2 separate regions of the Mus musculus genome follow, and region 1 is linked to region 2. A link is a contact called in public Hi-C data. All regions are on one chromosome and are shown on one strand. Each heading gives the region's core, a stretch centred on a gene start, on an enhancer-like site or on the middle of the called end of the contact. The rest is flanking DNA. Distances are from core to core; before and after follow the strand shown. Region 1 holds the start of Cracr2a (calcium release activated channel regulator 2A). Region 2 has its middle 38 kb from the start of Cracr2a.

Evidence for each region. A called contact is a pair of places that touch in the nucleus more often than the background predicts.
Region 1: a contact with region 2 is called in a Hi-C map of granulocyte-monocyte progenitors, with 2.0 times the contacts expected there. The contact joins the promoter of Cracr2a here to the enhancer-like site in region 2. A contact is called at or near these places in 4 of 39 promoter capture datasets (the 3T3-L1 cell line, 3T3-L1-derived adipocytes, liver and 1 more), 3 of 15 datasets of contacts at CTCF or cohesin (CD8 T cells, the NIH/3T3 cell line and embryonic stem cells), 6 of 484 Hi-C or Micro-C datasets (the AML12 cell line, the G1E-ER4 cell line, embryonic fibroblasts and 3 more), 1 of 115 datasets of contacts at active chromatin or transcription factors (embryonic stem cells) and 2 of 9 other capture datasets (adipose tissue and embryonic stem cells).

The regions. Positions count from the first base shown.
Region 1 is chr6:127,557,106-127,563,816 of GRCm38.p6, reverse strand. Cracr2a (calcium release activated channel regulator 2A) reads right to left here and starts at 2,481. Exons shown (of 19, transcript NM_001368877.1): 1 at 2,396-2,481.
Region 2 is chr6:127,519,631-127,526,736 of GRCm38.p6, reverse strand. No RefSeq gene overlaps it. Among named protein-coding and RNA genes, the nearest start is that of Cracr2a, 38 kb to the left of the region's middle. Within about 2 kb of position 4,201, at least 30 of the 459 cell types and tissues checked have an H3K27ac peak or open chromatin away from gene starts, as enhancers often do. A contact at or near this core is called in granulocyte-monocyte progenitors, where this site is marked.

The DNA of each region.
Region 1 (6,711 bases), core at 1,232-3,731, 39 kb before region 2:
AGGGGTGCTTGGGAACCCAGAGACTAGTGCAGGGTCACTGGAGGCTACCTGGCACCCTCACCCCTGCCAAGCTTCTCCCAGCCACCTGGCCAGTGTCCCAGCAGCCTGTAAGCTCAAGCCCCCTCCAAAGAGCAAGCTAAGCAAGTGTCACAAGGGCCCACAAAGTTCCTGTCCCAAAGCTGGGCTTTCCACGGGCTGAGGTGACAAATAACAAGTCTCTCAGCTCTCAGCGCCCACATACCTGATTCTGGACCCAGGCTCTCTAGAGACCAAGCACGGAAGCCAGATTTCTCTTTCTCTCTTTCTCTCTCTCTCTCCCCCCCTCCCTCTCCCTCTCCCCCTTCTCCCTCTCCCTCCCTCTCCCTCCTCCCTCTCTCTCCATTTAAGCATTCCACAGCATGTGCATGGACAGAGGACAAATTTCAGTAGTGAGTTCTCTCCTTCCACCATGTGGCTTCCAGAATGGAGTTCAGGTCACCAGACACAACAGACATCACACGCCTTCGCCTGTGGGGCCATCTCACAAGCTCTTCCCTCCTCCTCTTAAGTCCTGACACTTGGTTACTGACTTATATAGTCACTGGAGGTCTTAGATCCCTGTCCCCCACATAATTGCTGTGTGAACTTGGAAAAGCCACCTAACCTTTCTGACTCTAGGTTCTTCCTCTACAGTATGGGGTCAATAATGATCACAGAGGAATTACTGTTGTAATTATTAAACGTGGCTCTAGAATCCGCAACTACAACTGTCACCCACCCACCTACCAAGCTCTTTGTACAGCATCTCTGGTGCCACCCCTCACTCTGCATTCCACCCAGCCCTGCTCAAGCGTACACAGTCACCTTCCCAGGTCTCTTGCAGCCTCGAGCATGGGTGGCTTCCACCTCTGTCACAGATGTTGTAGGCTTCTGAGCCCCGTTCCAACAGAAGCCATCATGGTACCCCAGGACTGACCCTAATGCTCAGACTCCCTGGTCAAACATTCAAGGCCCTCTTGCCCTCTGCCCCAGGCACTGCCCCTTAATGCATCGAGCCTGCCATTACATCCCCTGGTTCTTCAGCACAACTTCAAGAGGTGTCCCTCCAAGAGCATCCACACTTAGCTTCTTCCTCAAGATCTGAAGGCCACATCTGGCTTGTCATGCCTGCCCCGCTCCTTCCAGAAGGAACAGCACCACCTCCTCCAGACCCCCCGAGCATCGCAGTGTAATATTTCAGAAAAGCCAAGGGACCTCTGGGTCACACCTCTTTATTTTTTAATTTCTTTTTTTTTTTTTTTAGCATCCCCAGACAAAACATTGTAGGGTAGCTTTCATAGACGACTATTATCCATAAGGACATGCATATTCATTCCTCCTAAAGAGGGCCATGAACCTGACCCCTCAAACTGAACTCTGACTTTGTGTGGACACACTGTCCTGGCTGCACACCCCTTTGCCTGCATCACTGATAACACTACTTCTTATGTACCAGCTTCTTCCAGAAATAAGGGACTCACCACCTTATGCGATGTGCCAATCAGGTTCTACCTCTTGGCCTGTCACCTTTGTAGACAGCCACTCATTGACACTTTCTGCCTTCTGAAGTCAAAGGCTAATACAGTAGGGATCCCTGGTTTCCTCCACAGAGGCAAACTGGGCAGGTTCCCTTTAGGGGTTGTGTGGTTAGTGGGAAGACGTGTGGATTGTGAGACTTTCCTGAAATCAAGGGTAGACATCACTGTGCTCTGGTACACAATTATGTGGTACACACGTATGTGCTTACACACAATACACACGCGCACACACACACACACACACACACACACACACACACACACACCACATCTGGGACAGATACAGCACAAGGTCATTGAGTCATACAGCCAGATCACAGGACAAATGGGGATCAGGAGGAAGCTACACCCCAGGATCCCTCCACCTCATCTCTCCCTCTGCTCTGGGAAGTTTTTGGTCTTTTTTTTTTTTTTTTTTTTTTTTTTTAACTGTCTCTCTGAGTTTATTTCCCTGTGAGGTAGCAATTCTTACCCCTGTGCTGGGCCCACGTGCCAGCGGCTCCCAGCAGCTCCCCCTGCTGTCCAGCAGTGTGAATTTCTAGTCACTTCACCAATAAAGTCTTAGTTTCCTCTGTAAAACAGTCTGGGTGTGACTGAAGGGTCCGAGGGGATGGGGGCTCTTTCTAAACCCTGGTGCTCCTAAGCTTTTATAGTCCCTTTTAGGGTGCAGGGCAGAGGGCCTAACCAGGCCTGGGGAAGCCAAGGCTGGGATGCTTGTCCCAGGGTGCATGCAGTCCAGGCCAGCCTCTCCTTGTGTTTTGCTGGTCTGCAGGAAGTGCGTTCTCTGCTGCCCAGCAGAGGGTTTGGGGCGAAGCCTCCCAAGACCTTCCTCCGATTACCTGCAGGGGCGTCCAGTGCGGCTGTCCGAGTTGTCCCCCTGCCTTCTGACTCGCAGCTGTCAGGAATTCGCCGGCCAGCCGGATCTGGTCCGCTGTCCCCGCCTCCGGCTGCATGGCTGGTCCAGCCCCAGCAGCGCCCCACTGCGCGCGCTCCAGGATCTACACCATACCGTGGTGTCCCAGCTTAGCGAAGCAACTTGTGACTGACTACTAAAGCCTGCAGTCTGGGTGGCGAGGGCGGGGCCGTCGCTGACTGGAGCCCAAGACTTCCTGTGCCCCCTCTTTGCTGGTCTTTGCCTTAGAGGACCCTTGCTCAATGAGCCAAGGGAGTCTGTCTCCAGAGCCTCTCTTTGCACTAAAAGCCAGGCACCAGTCTGGGCTTTGTGGACCTGCTAGAGAGAACTCATTCACCCTGAAAAACCGGCTTCAGCTGCTCTCTTTGCACTTAGAAACCAAGGGGATTTTGTTCTTGATGCTTGTCTGATCTTATGTATTCTAGGGTGGGCAGGAATGCGTGCTCAATTAAAGTCCATGCAACACGTGCCTTTAAACAAAGTATTCAATAAATCTTCAAAAACTTCCATGCTTGAAGATAGCCCTTCAGCCGAGTCCACTGCTCCCTACCAAGCTGTAAGCTCATCTTCCAGTTTCGCCACTCGACCCTCAAACATACAGCTCTGCACCAAAGCTGCTACCTGTTGCAAATACCAGGTGCCTTTTCTGGCTGCTAAGACCTCTATCTTTACCCAGAATTCCCCTCTTTCTTCTTTTCCCGTTGGAAACCTACCCATCCAGGCTCCATGAAATATCAGTTTAGGGACCTTTCCCCAAACACTGCCCCTCAGCAGAAGGTCTGTCCTCCTCTGGCAAGTTTATCTATTAGCCATCGCCCCCATACACACACACCCTACACACATAGAAACACACTCTAAACCCAGATCACAAAGAGACACCCACACTCATTGGTACCAATTACTACAATGTATCCTTTCTGCTTGCAGCCGGCCAGTGGCTAGTTCACCATCCCACCCCACCGCAGGAGCCTCAGAAGGGGCCAATATCCTCTCATTCCTTCCCTCAGCGTCTCCTCCTCTGTGCCCTGGTTTTCCCTTCTCAGTCCTGGAGAAGGCTTGCTTGTGTCAGCCCCCAGAGTTGGAATGGAACAAGATGACACATAAGCTTGAGACCCAGCCAGCTAGGTAGCAAATCTGGGTCTCTAGGATGTGTCAGATGGATCGCTCACCTTTCTCAATCAGCTAAACTAAGAAAAGAGGCATTTTCATCACCACCGCCCAAGACAAGGAGGGACGGCAGGACTCATCTTGATGCAAAGCCACTTCATCTCCGTTCTACAGAGGAGAAAACGGAGACCAGAGACACCAAGTCAGAGGCACCTAAGGTCATGGCCATGGTCATTCTCATAACTACTGCCTCTTCCTTCTCAGGCTCCAGCTGGCTTCCATGCCTACAACCACCTCATGGGATGGCAGTCATTTGCCTCTCACTGCTTCATGAGCTATTAATCAGTTAATTGGTCAAGGTATTAGCAGTCAAGAGCCCAGACTGAAGCCCACAGATGTGAGCTCTATCTTGGCAGCTACAGCCTTGGCAAGTTATTGAACCTCTTGTCAGTGCATGGCTAAGGATTCTTGTGTCATAGAAGTTCTAACCCTAGACCTAAGGCTCGGGAAACATCACAGAGGGAAGGGGGGGGGGCATTGTAAGATCCAGAAGACCAGAGTGTCTGCTGCAAGATAGTGTCTTCTATATTTGACAGGGATCTGCACCTATGAAATCTTAACACTAACACTATAGTCACCCAAACAAGACTGCACAATGACATCAATTGATCCCAACACGGAAGTGGGAAATCTCACAAGGCCCCAAGGCAATGAATGGCTGTGGAGATAAAGAAAATGAGACTTCTTCAAGGACAAAGTTATCCACCTGTTAGGTTATCCAACACCAAGTGGTCAGCCCTAAACACACAAACATGTAAGCAACAATAACTGAACGCAGCAGGTCATATTTATATGCACATTGGTGTGTATGGGTGTGTGCATGTATACAACATCAAAGAAGAGGAGGTCATAGCATTGGGAGGGGGCTTGGGGGACATGAAAAGAGTTGGGGGAGGAAGAGAGTGGGGTGGGAATGATGTAAATATAGTCCCCCTGTATGAAACTCTAAAAGTAAAATCAAAATAAACGTTACAGAGGGATGTTTTAAGGATGCTGGCAAATGTGTCTTTTAGGAGGAGTTAGAATGGAAAGTGGCACATTAGACAATGCCAAGTGCTCCTGTGGTCACGGTCAGACATCATCTCTCAGGTGGAATAACAGAATAAGTGAGAATGGCTGTGATCAGTTGATGCCGTCTAGGGCTGCAGGAACATATTCACTTTTCTCTACCAATTCAAGAATTAACAAACAATTAACAAGGTGACACACCCAACCTTGAATAGAAGAAAGATAAGAACCCTTGATTACTTGCTCTCCATGACTATATGGCCTTCATAATCCTAGGCTGACTAACTTCAACCTTCTTTATTCTTGACTGGGTATTCTTATGTGCCGGCTACCATTCTAACTCCTCCGAAAAGACTCTTGCAGAGTCCCAGCTGAACCACCATACAACACCCAACATCAGGAAAATTGAAGTCCCTTATTGGGGTTTTAGTCTCATCACTAAGACAATGAGAACAGTTTATAACCTGTAATAGAAAAACTCCAGAAAGGTAAGCTATAAATACTGCAGCTGCCCAGAAGAAGAAAATGGAGAAGGACAGCCACCATACTGGTCAGCTAAATAAGCAGCCCATTGCAGGGAGGGGAACTTTAGGGGAAAAAAGGGCATTGAAGCCCAAAGCCTTCTCAGAGTTAAAGGCATCCTCAGCCTCTGCCAGCATCTGAATGAAAGACACAGAAGGGAAGAAAAGGAAACCATGAACCCTTTCTGAGTTGGACTTAGAAGCCCAGGCCGAGCCAGCCAAATGAACTTCAAACTGACTTAGTTAGAAGGGACTATACTGAGGGCTGGGAATTCTGGGAAGGAAAAAAACACATTATCTTATGGTGAGACCACCTTCCTAGGGGTAGTCTCCTAACCAGGTCTCTGACTTGTCCCGATGCCTTAGCCTTTAAGGGAGGACACAGGGGTGCATCTCCACCTAGAGGCAGACTACATTCTTTATGTAGAACTGTCTGACATAATGTTGCTTCCTGTCTCTATGATTCTGTGTCTAATGGCCGTCATTTGGTCCATCCCAACATGTAGACACTTCGGGACAAAATGCTGTGCCTTTAAGGAGATGTCTCTAATTTGCAGATACCATTCCTTCCTAGAACTGCCCAGGACCAGCGTAAGGATGATCTGGAGGTCACACGATGCACTGGACACAATTGCTTTTCCCACAGCAGAGGTGGAACGAAGATGGCTCTTCTGCCTATAGATATAGGAAACTGAGGCACAGCAGAGTTGACCCTAGGCTACATATCCAGCCTGGAATGAAAAAAAGGTAAGAATCCCTGATTCCTCCATGACTATATGGCCTTCATGATCCAAGGCCGACTAACCTCAACCTTCTTTATTCTTGACTGGGCATCTACTGGGCGGCAAATAAGACCTAGGCAAAGCCAGCTGTATTGAAGTGTGACCTATGAACTCATATAGTGTCTGTAATTAGAAGGACCTGATGCTTGATTTAATTTTCTGCCATCACATTCTTGGATAATATTAATAATTTTTGAACAACAGACCCTAATTCTTATTATATATTGGACCATGCAGACTAGACAGTTAGTCTTGGATGTGGCCTTCTCTTTACAAATACTCAGCATTGCACGAAGTCTGCCCCAGGGCTGAACAGTGCAGCACAGTATGGCAGTGGCCATAGAGAGTCAGGGAGGTATGGCAAAAGGAGAGGGGCTTGGCCACATGAAACTTATCCATGCTGTGCTCTCCAGCCACATAACCTTCCCAGCTGCTAGCCACACGTACTGGTTTTTTGTTAAGACAGCTTTGGTTTAGGGAGAGACTGTAGCCTTAAACAGTGGCTGCAATCCAACAGCCTGGCAGCCACGGCCAGGTCTTGACAATAATAGGAATATCCAGAAAACATGTACTCACCAAGCCCTACTCTTTCCTTGTGTCTCTTACCCAGAATTCCTTGCTCACCCAAACTCCTGTTGGCCTTTTGTTGCCTCCGCCAGCCCAGACCCAGCCAATTTTAGAAAAAGGACAGAGGCAGTCACCCATGCTGAAAAGACATCAGCGGGCTATTCATGCAAAGGACACGCGTGTTTGAGGAGCAGAAC
Region 2 (7,106 bases), core at 2,952-5,451:
GGAATCCCACAAGAAGACCAAGCTATACAACTATAATATCTATGCAGAGAGCCTAGGTTAGACCCATGCAGACTCCCTGATTGTCAGCTCAGTCTCTATGAGTCCCTGTGAGCCCAGGTTTGTTGATTTTATACACTTTCTTTTGCGTCCTTGACCCCTCTGGCTCCTATAGTCCTTCCTCCCTCTCTTTTACAGGATTCAGAGAGCTCTACCTAAGGCTGTTGGTCTCTGCGTCTGTTGCCATCAGCTGCTGGAGGAAGCCTCTCTGATTATGCTAAGCTTCTGTCTACAGGTATAGCAGAATATCATTAGAAATCATTTCATTTCCTTGACGTTTTTCCCCAGTCACGTTTGGTTCTATTCTAGGTCTCTGGGCTCTCCAGCCTCTGGTTCCTGGACCCCTGGGCAGTGTTGGGGGGGGGTTACTTCACATGGTATGGGTCTCAAACTGGACCAGTCACTGGTTGGCCACTCCCACAATTTCTGTGCCACCTTTACCCCAGGACATCTTGCAAGCAGGACAAGTCGTAGGTCTAAGTTTTTGTGGCTGGGTTGGTGTGCCAATCCCTCCACTGGAAGTCTTGCCTGGTTACAGGATATGGCTGGTTCAGGTTCCGCATTCCCCATTATGTGTTTTTGCCCTAACAGATTCCTAGGGGTTTCCACTGCCCTACGTGTCAATCTTGTCCCTGCAATGCCCCCATTCCAGTCCTCTCTCCCACTATTCTTTCCCTCCATCCTCCCCTCAACCTGATCCTTCCCATTCCCATCCCAACGTGCCCCTAGTCTATCCACAATATCTACTCTATTTCTCCTTCCCAGGGAGATTCATATTCCCACCCCCCATAGAGCCCTCCTTGTTACTTAGCCTCTCTGGGTCTGCAGATTGTAGCATGGTTATCCTTTACTTTACAGATAATATCCACTTATAAGTGAGCACAGACCATATTTGGCTTTCTGGGTCAGGGTTACCTCAGGATGACTTTTTTTCTAGTTCTATCCATTTGATAAATGGGCATTCTGACCGCACTTATTGGCTATCTACTCAGTACAATTAGGAAAGAGGGGATTAAAGGTTGAAAGGGGAGCTGGGGAGATGACTTAGTGAGTGGCATGCTGGTCATGAAAGCATGAGAGCCTGAGTCTGAATGCCCAGCTTCCATGTAAGAGCAGGCATGGCAGTACATATCTGCAGCTCTACTGTTGGAGAGTGGAGACTGGTGGATCCTGGGAGCTCACTGGCCAGCCAGCCTACAGAAATGGCAAACCCCAGGTTCACTGGGAGAGCCTGTCTCAAAAAGGAAAAATGAAGTGTAGCAACAGAGGAAGACACCCAGTGTTGACCTTTGGTTTCCACATAGGCAAAAGCAGTTAACCCCCCACCCCCCCAACACACACACATACTCATGCACACACCACACACAGAAGTTGAGAAGCATTCTTCCTCTCCTAGAGGGCCTTGGGGGTGCAAGAAAGACTTGTGTGTAGATGAGAGGTAGCACAGCCACACAATTGTAAACTGAGATGGAACAATTTTTCTCCTTTTCTTTCTTGAACTTCCAGGCATTGAAGTGTGCCTGACATTGGGTGAATTAAATATTCTACACTTGATCTTAGTCAAAAGGCTGAGGAGTGATGAATTAAATATTCTAGACATGGCAATTATAGAAAACAGAAGCTGAAAGCCCTGTGAAACAGGAGAAAATTTCATTGCATAGGGCAAAATGAATATGAACTTTTAAAAAAATGTCTGATCCCACAGGATACATTGATACACGCAGACACGTGATATTAGATACCCATTGAAGTGAAGATGTATAACATGTCTGATATACATGTTATCATATATATATATATACTCAAGTTGTCTGTGGATTCTACGTATTCACAGTCTGATATTAACACTTGTAATAACACGAGGAAGGGCGCAGGGAACCTTCAGTGTTAGATGTAGGCATAAGTAGATAACATGGGAGAACATGAGTCACAGTTGAGATACTCAGCTACTAAATTCCCCAGAGGCGGGAGAAGCAAGCAAACCTGAAGGGTCTTGAGCTCAAGATATGGCCCTCTCAGAACTGAAGCAGCATGCGCCCTCTAGTGGGTGCAATGGTGTGCTTACAAATAGGATTAGCACATAGTGCCTGCGAGCCAGGATCTTCCCTATGCCCAACTCCCGGGTCTTTATCTCTTTAATACACAGGACTGTACTCAGAAATGCCTAAACAGGATACCGTTACAAGTATCGCACACAAAACACTTTATTCCTCCCTCCTTTGTCAATTCTTTGAACTATTTTCTTTTGGTCCCTTCTTTCAGCACTACTGGTAAGGATGCCACAATTGGGTTATCATTACATGTTGTCATCTATTCTGATACTCATAGAGCCTGCCAGGCCCCAGACCTGGTGTTGAAACTATGTCTTGAGTACTCTTTGCAGCTTTGGAAAAGACGTTTTTGACTGATGAAGAGACTAGGGTGGAGAGAAGCCACCCAGGCAGCTATTGCTACAGAAAAGACTGAAACCCAGGTTGCCTGGCTTCGGGTCCAGACTCCCAACCTTAATGCCCAGAGCACAGGCCTTATCCTTAAAGATTGTCAATGTTGGATGAATATATGCCCAGAGTTGGTTATCTTTGCAAAGTGGGTGCTCTCTCCTGCCACATCAACCCTCAACCATGGGAGATGGCAGTGGCAGTGGCAGTAAAGGTGAGAGAGACAGACCTACAGCCACCAGCAGCCTGAGGAGTCCCCTTCCCATCACGTCTCCAAGATGGCCCAGGTGTGAATCACAGCCACTGAGTTTATTAAGCATTTAGACAGAAGTACCAGAGGGGCCCAAGCATCCTCTCCGATGGCTGTATGTGATCCTGTGGCTTCCTGAGTTGCATCCCTTAAAGGGTATCATCTATAAGGTTGAAAGACTAAGCAAAATACAAAGCAAAACAATTTTTTTAAATGTAAAATATATGAAAAATTTTTTTTTTTTTTTTTTTTTTTTTTTTTTTTTTTTTTTTTTTTTTTTTACTTTATGTGCATGGGTGTCTTGCCTGCATGTATGTTTGTGTACCACATTCACGCAGTGCCCGAGGAGACCAGAAGAAGAGGGTGTTAGATGCCCTGAAACTGGAGTTACAGATGGTTGTGAGCCATGTGAATGTTGGGAGTCAAATCTGGATCCTCTGGAAGATCATTCAGTGCTCTTAACCCCTGAACCATTTCTCCAGCCTCTTCCTTTTTTTAATCTTAAAATGTTCCTTTGTGAATGGAATTGTTAAGGTGGCTTTATGGGGCACACTGGATTTAGGCTGGAGAGAGGAGCACTAACATGGGAAGACTCGAGATTGCACACAGTTTGCCCACAGAAGCACAGGCCACTTGTTGTCTTCAGCATCCTTGCTTGAGATGCCGTTATATAGTCACATTAAAAATCACCCGTCAGCTGGAGAGATGGCTCAGCAGTTAAGGGCACTCATTGACTGCTCTTCCAGAGGTCCTGAGTTCAATTCCCAGCTCACAACCATCTGTAATGGGATCTGATGCCCTCTTCTGGTGAGTCTGAAGACAGTATCAGTATACTCATATACATTATGAGTAAATAAAATCTAAAAAAAAAATTTTTTTAATTACACATTATCTCTGTGGGCAATTTTGGCTTTCTTAGTTGTGTTGAATACTCAGTAAGACAGGCAAACTAGATCCCAGGGCAAGGGGCTTCTTTTCCATCTCATGTCTCCGTAGTTTCTGTCTTTCTATTCTGCTACAGGGAAGGGATGAGTAAGAGCAAAATCAGCCTGCATTGCCGTTTCCCCTCCCCACTGCCCACCCTGAGGAATAATGGGATAATATTCTCAGGCTTTGTCATAACCAAACTTCAACTGAAGATTGCCTCAGTGTTATTGGAACCAAGAAAATGATACACAAATTACAGCCTCCTTTTCCAATGAAAGACACCACACCTTTAGGGAGAGAACTGACTACTTTCTATAAAAAGAAACCTCGAGTTTGGAGGAAGGCAGGAGATTCACGGGGAGAACTCATCACAGAAGGCCCTGGGCACCGTGCACTTAGAGTTGAAGTATTGCCAGTTCTGATATAGCATCTAAAAACACTAGAGCCTTCGTCCTCCATGACCTGGGTCTGGTCAAAATCTCCCCACGAGGGGAGGAAAGGGAGGTTAATGATGTAAGGTAAGAGCAAACAGAAACGGAAGAAGGGGAAATGGCTTGTCAGAGTGTGGTGATGACAGAGCGCTCCCACTCCCAGCTGCACATATCCCAGAAAGCGGATGAAAATTAACTCTTTGAACAGATGAAAAGCAGGGTCCGAGTGCCACTGAAGCTTCTGGAACCCGGCAATGTGCACCCTAGTAGTCAATGGGGGACCACTTTGCACCCTGCAGGCTGCAAGTAGTAGCCAGGAGACAGGCATGGGCTTCAGGATACCACGGCAGGTTTTTAAAAAAGACACATTTGGTGTGGTGTGTGTGTGTGTGTGTGTGTGTGTGTGTGTGTGTGTGTGGGTGTGCGTGCACCACAGAGAAGGTGTTGGATCCCCTCGTGCCTGGTGTGGGCGCTGGAATGGAACTCTGGTCCCCTGCACTCTTCTAAGCACTGAGGTCTCTCTCCAGCCCCGGGACTGAGTTCATTGTAGGAGGAATGCTCAGCTCTTCACACATCAATTTATGTCTCTTTTATTCTAGTTAGCAGAGCTTACAAGTCTCTTGGAGACTTATGTGCCTGTGTTCTTCTTTTGCCACTCCTCATGTGTATAGATATTCCTGCATGAGAGCACTCACAGGTGCTGGACTCTGGGAAGACATAGACTTATATCATGATTAGCTTGTTAACCTTGGACTTACCACATTCTAAGCTTTCGTTTGCTTGCTGTGACTGAGTGATGATGTTAAATGCATGGCCAGGGTAAGGGGAGATCATTGGTGAGACACTAGTGATCACTATCCCATCAGTACAGAATTCATCTTCAGGTATGATTTTTGAAGTATGCACTTCCACAGAAAAGCAACATGGTTTGACAACAACATAAGGTGAGCAGGGAATGTCAATGTGTGAGCAGGCAGAGACCTTCTGGGTTGCCCTAGGTAGGGAGGTGCTTAGAGGTGAGAAAAGGAAGGTAAGGTAGGAGGGCTCAGGTGGACAACACTCATCGGCTCATTCACTCTAAATAACCTTTCTTTTGAGTCTACTATGTACAAAGTTACGGGCTTGTGAGGGAGATAAGGTATGAAACCACCTTGAAGAAGTCTCTTGGAAAGGCTTACCTAAGGACAAGCACGGGTGTACCCGGGACGAGAGGAGCAACAAGAGTGCCTTCTGCTGCACACGGCCCTGGCAGGCTGCCTCAGCACCAGCCTGCTTTTTTGCTGTTGAAGTTACCCAAGCGATTACAAGGTTTCCTGTGGCCATCAATTCTGGGTTTAAAGCTACAGTAGGCATTTCTTTCTGGAGTCTAACTAAAACATCTTGTGTTGCAAAATGCTCTTCCATGGCCCATCATCTATGGTCCCCATGTTTTCCATAAGTGCAGTCGACTGCAGTATGGGAAATAGTAAGATGGAATATTGGAACTAGATAAAATATTTCACAAATAATTCATGAATTTTAAAGTGTCAACATCCCTGAGGTGGCCAAGGAAGCCTCACAATGTGCTCTTCTGCCTTGCCTGGGATGTGTGAGCGAATCCCCATCATATATACCACCTACACATAAGTCACCTGGTAGTTGTCCTGATTATAAGATTGACTCACTGTTGTGTCCGGCCAGCAGACCACAACCTGGGTTCTAGCCTGGAAAGGCATTTTGGAAACCTGGAAGAGAAGAGGGGCTAGGTGGCGAGAGAAAAGAATGTAGCCAAGACAGTTACTCTGATCAAGGCTCAAATTTTATTGTTGCGACACTAGTTATGAAGGAAGGGGGAGGGGACCCGATTCCCGCCGAATAATCTCGGGTCCAGTAGAAAGGTGCACGTGTGTGGCTCCTCAGGTTCCAGCAGTGGGCGTGGCAGAACGAATGAGCAGGAAGCTCCACCCCGAGCAAGCAGGTTTCAGGCTGGGGGAGGGGAGACTACATCTCCTCCCTTTTATTAACAAAATTTAAAAAAAGAAAAAGCTGGCCTGAGGGGGGAAAAATTTTCTATGCTCAATAGTTCTGCCTGGAATCTAGGGCTAAAGAAAAAACTTGCTTCACTGGGATTCTTTAACTTTTCTTATGGTAAACTGTATCTGGCTTAAGACTGTCCTTTCTTATCTTAGTGAACAACTAACTGAAAAGCCTGGAGCTGTAGGCTCTGACTTTATAATGCTAATTAGTACTTGGTAGGTAACTTTCTAGTTGAATTTTAAGTAGGGCGTTGGAACTTTGGCTAAGTTTGACTGAACAAATGTGAAATACACTATAATAACACTAAGTTGATATTTCTCCGCTTTTTTGGATGATAGGTGGGAAACAGGGAGAAGGAGTTCGACCGGCTCTTGTAGTACAAGGCCAATTGGCTTTTTTATTTGGGTGGGAGGCAGTGAAGGGCTTGCCCTTTCAATAGTACGTCTCCCCCCTATTAATTAAGTTAAATAAGGCAACGCTTAACTGAGGTGATCAAATGATTTTCTCATCCGTAGATGAGTGGGCTTTTAACCTTGGCTTGGGTGGACATGGACCCGATTCCTCCCGTGGGTACTGGTAAAACCCACACATGTGGCTCTCGGTATCTTTTGGGGAGGCGAGGTAGAGCCGGAAAATATTTTTTATTTTTAACCAAAATATGATACCAACCTCTTTTAAACCGGGTTTATCTCACAGGAAACTCAGAAATGGTCAAGCTGGACCTTCCCCTGCAGTAGCTCTCTGCACCAAGCGATGCCCATACTGAATTTGTACAATCACAAACCAGTATGCACAGTTCTGAGTGCTGTGCAGCTCCTAAAGGAGAATTATCAACCTCAGGATTAGCAAAGCCTAAGCAAGAATTATGTCGTTAGTAACACCACGATTTGTGGCTAAAATAGGAGCTGGAAGTCGTTCCTCCTCATCCCTGTTTTTTCCACAGCCTATTGAGCTAAGGACACCTTGCAGTAACAGCAAGGGTGAAAA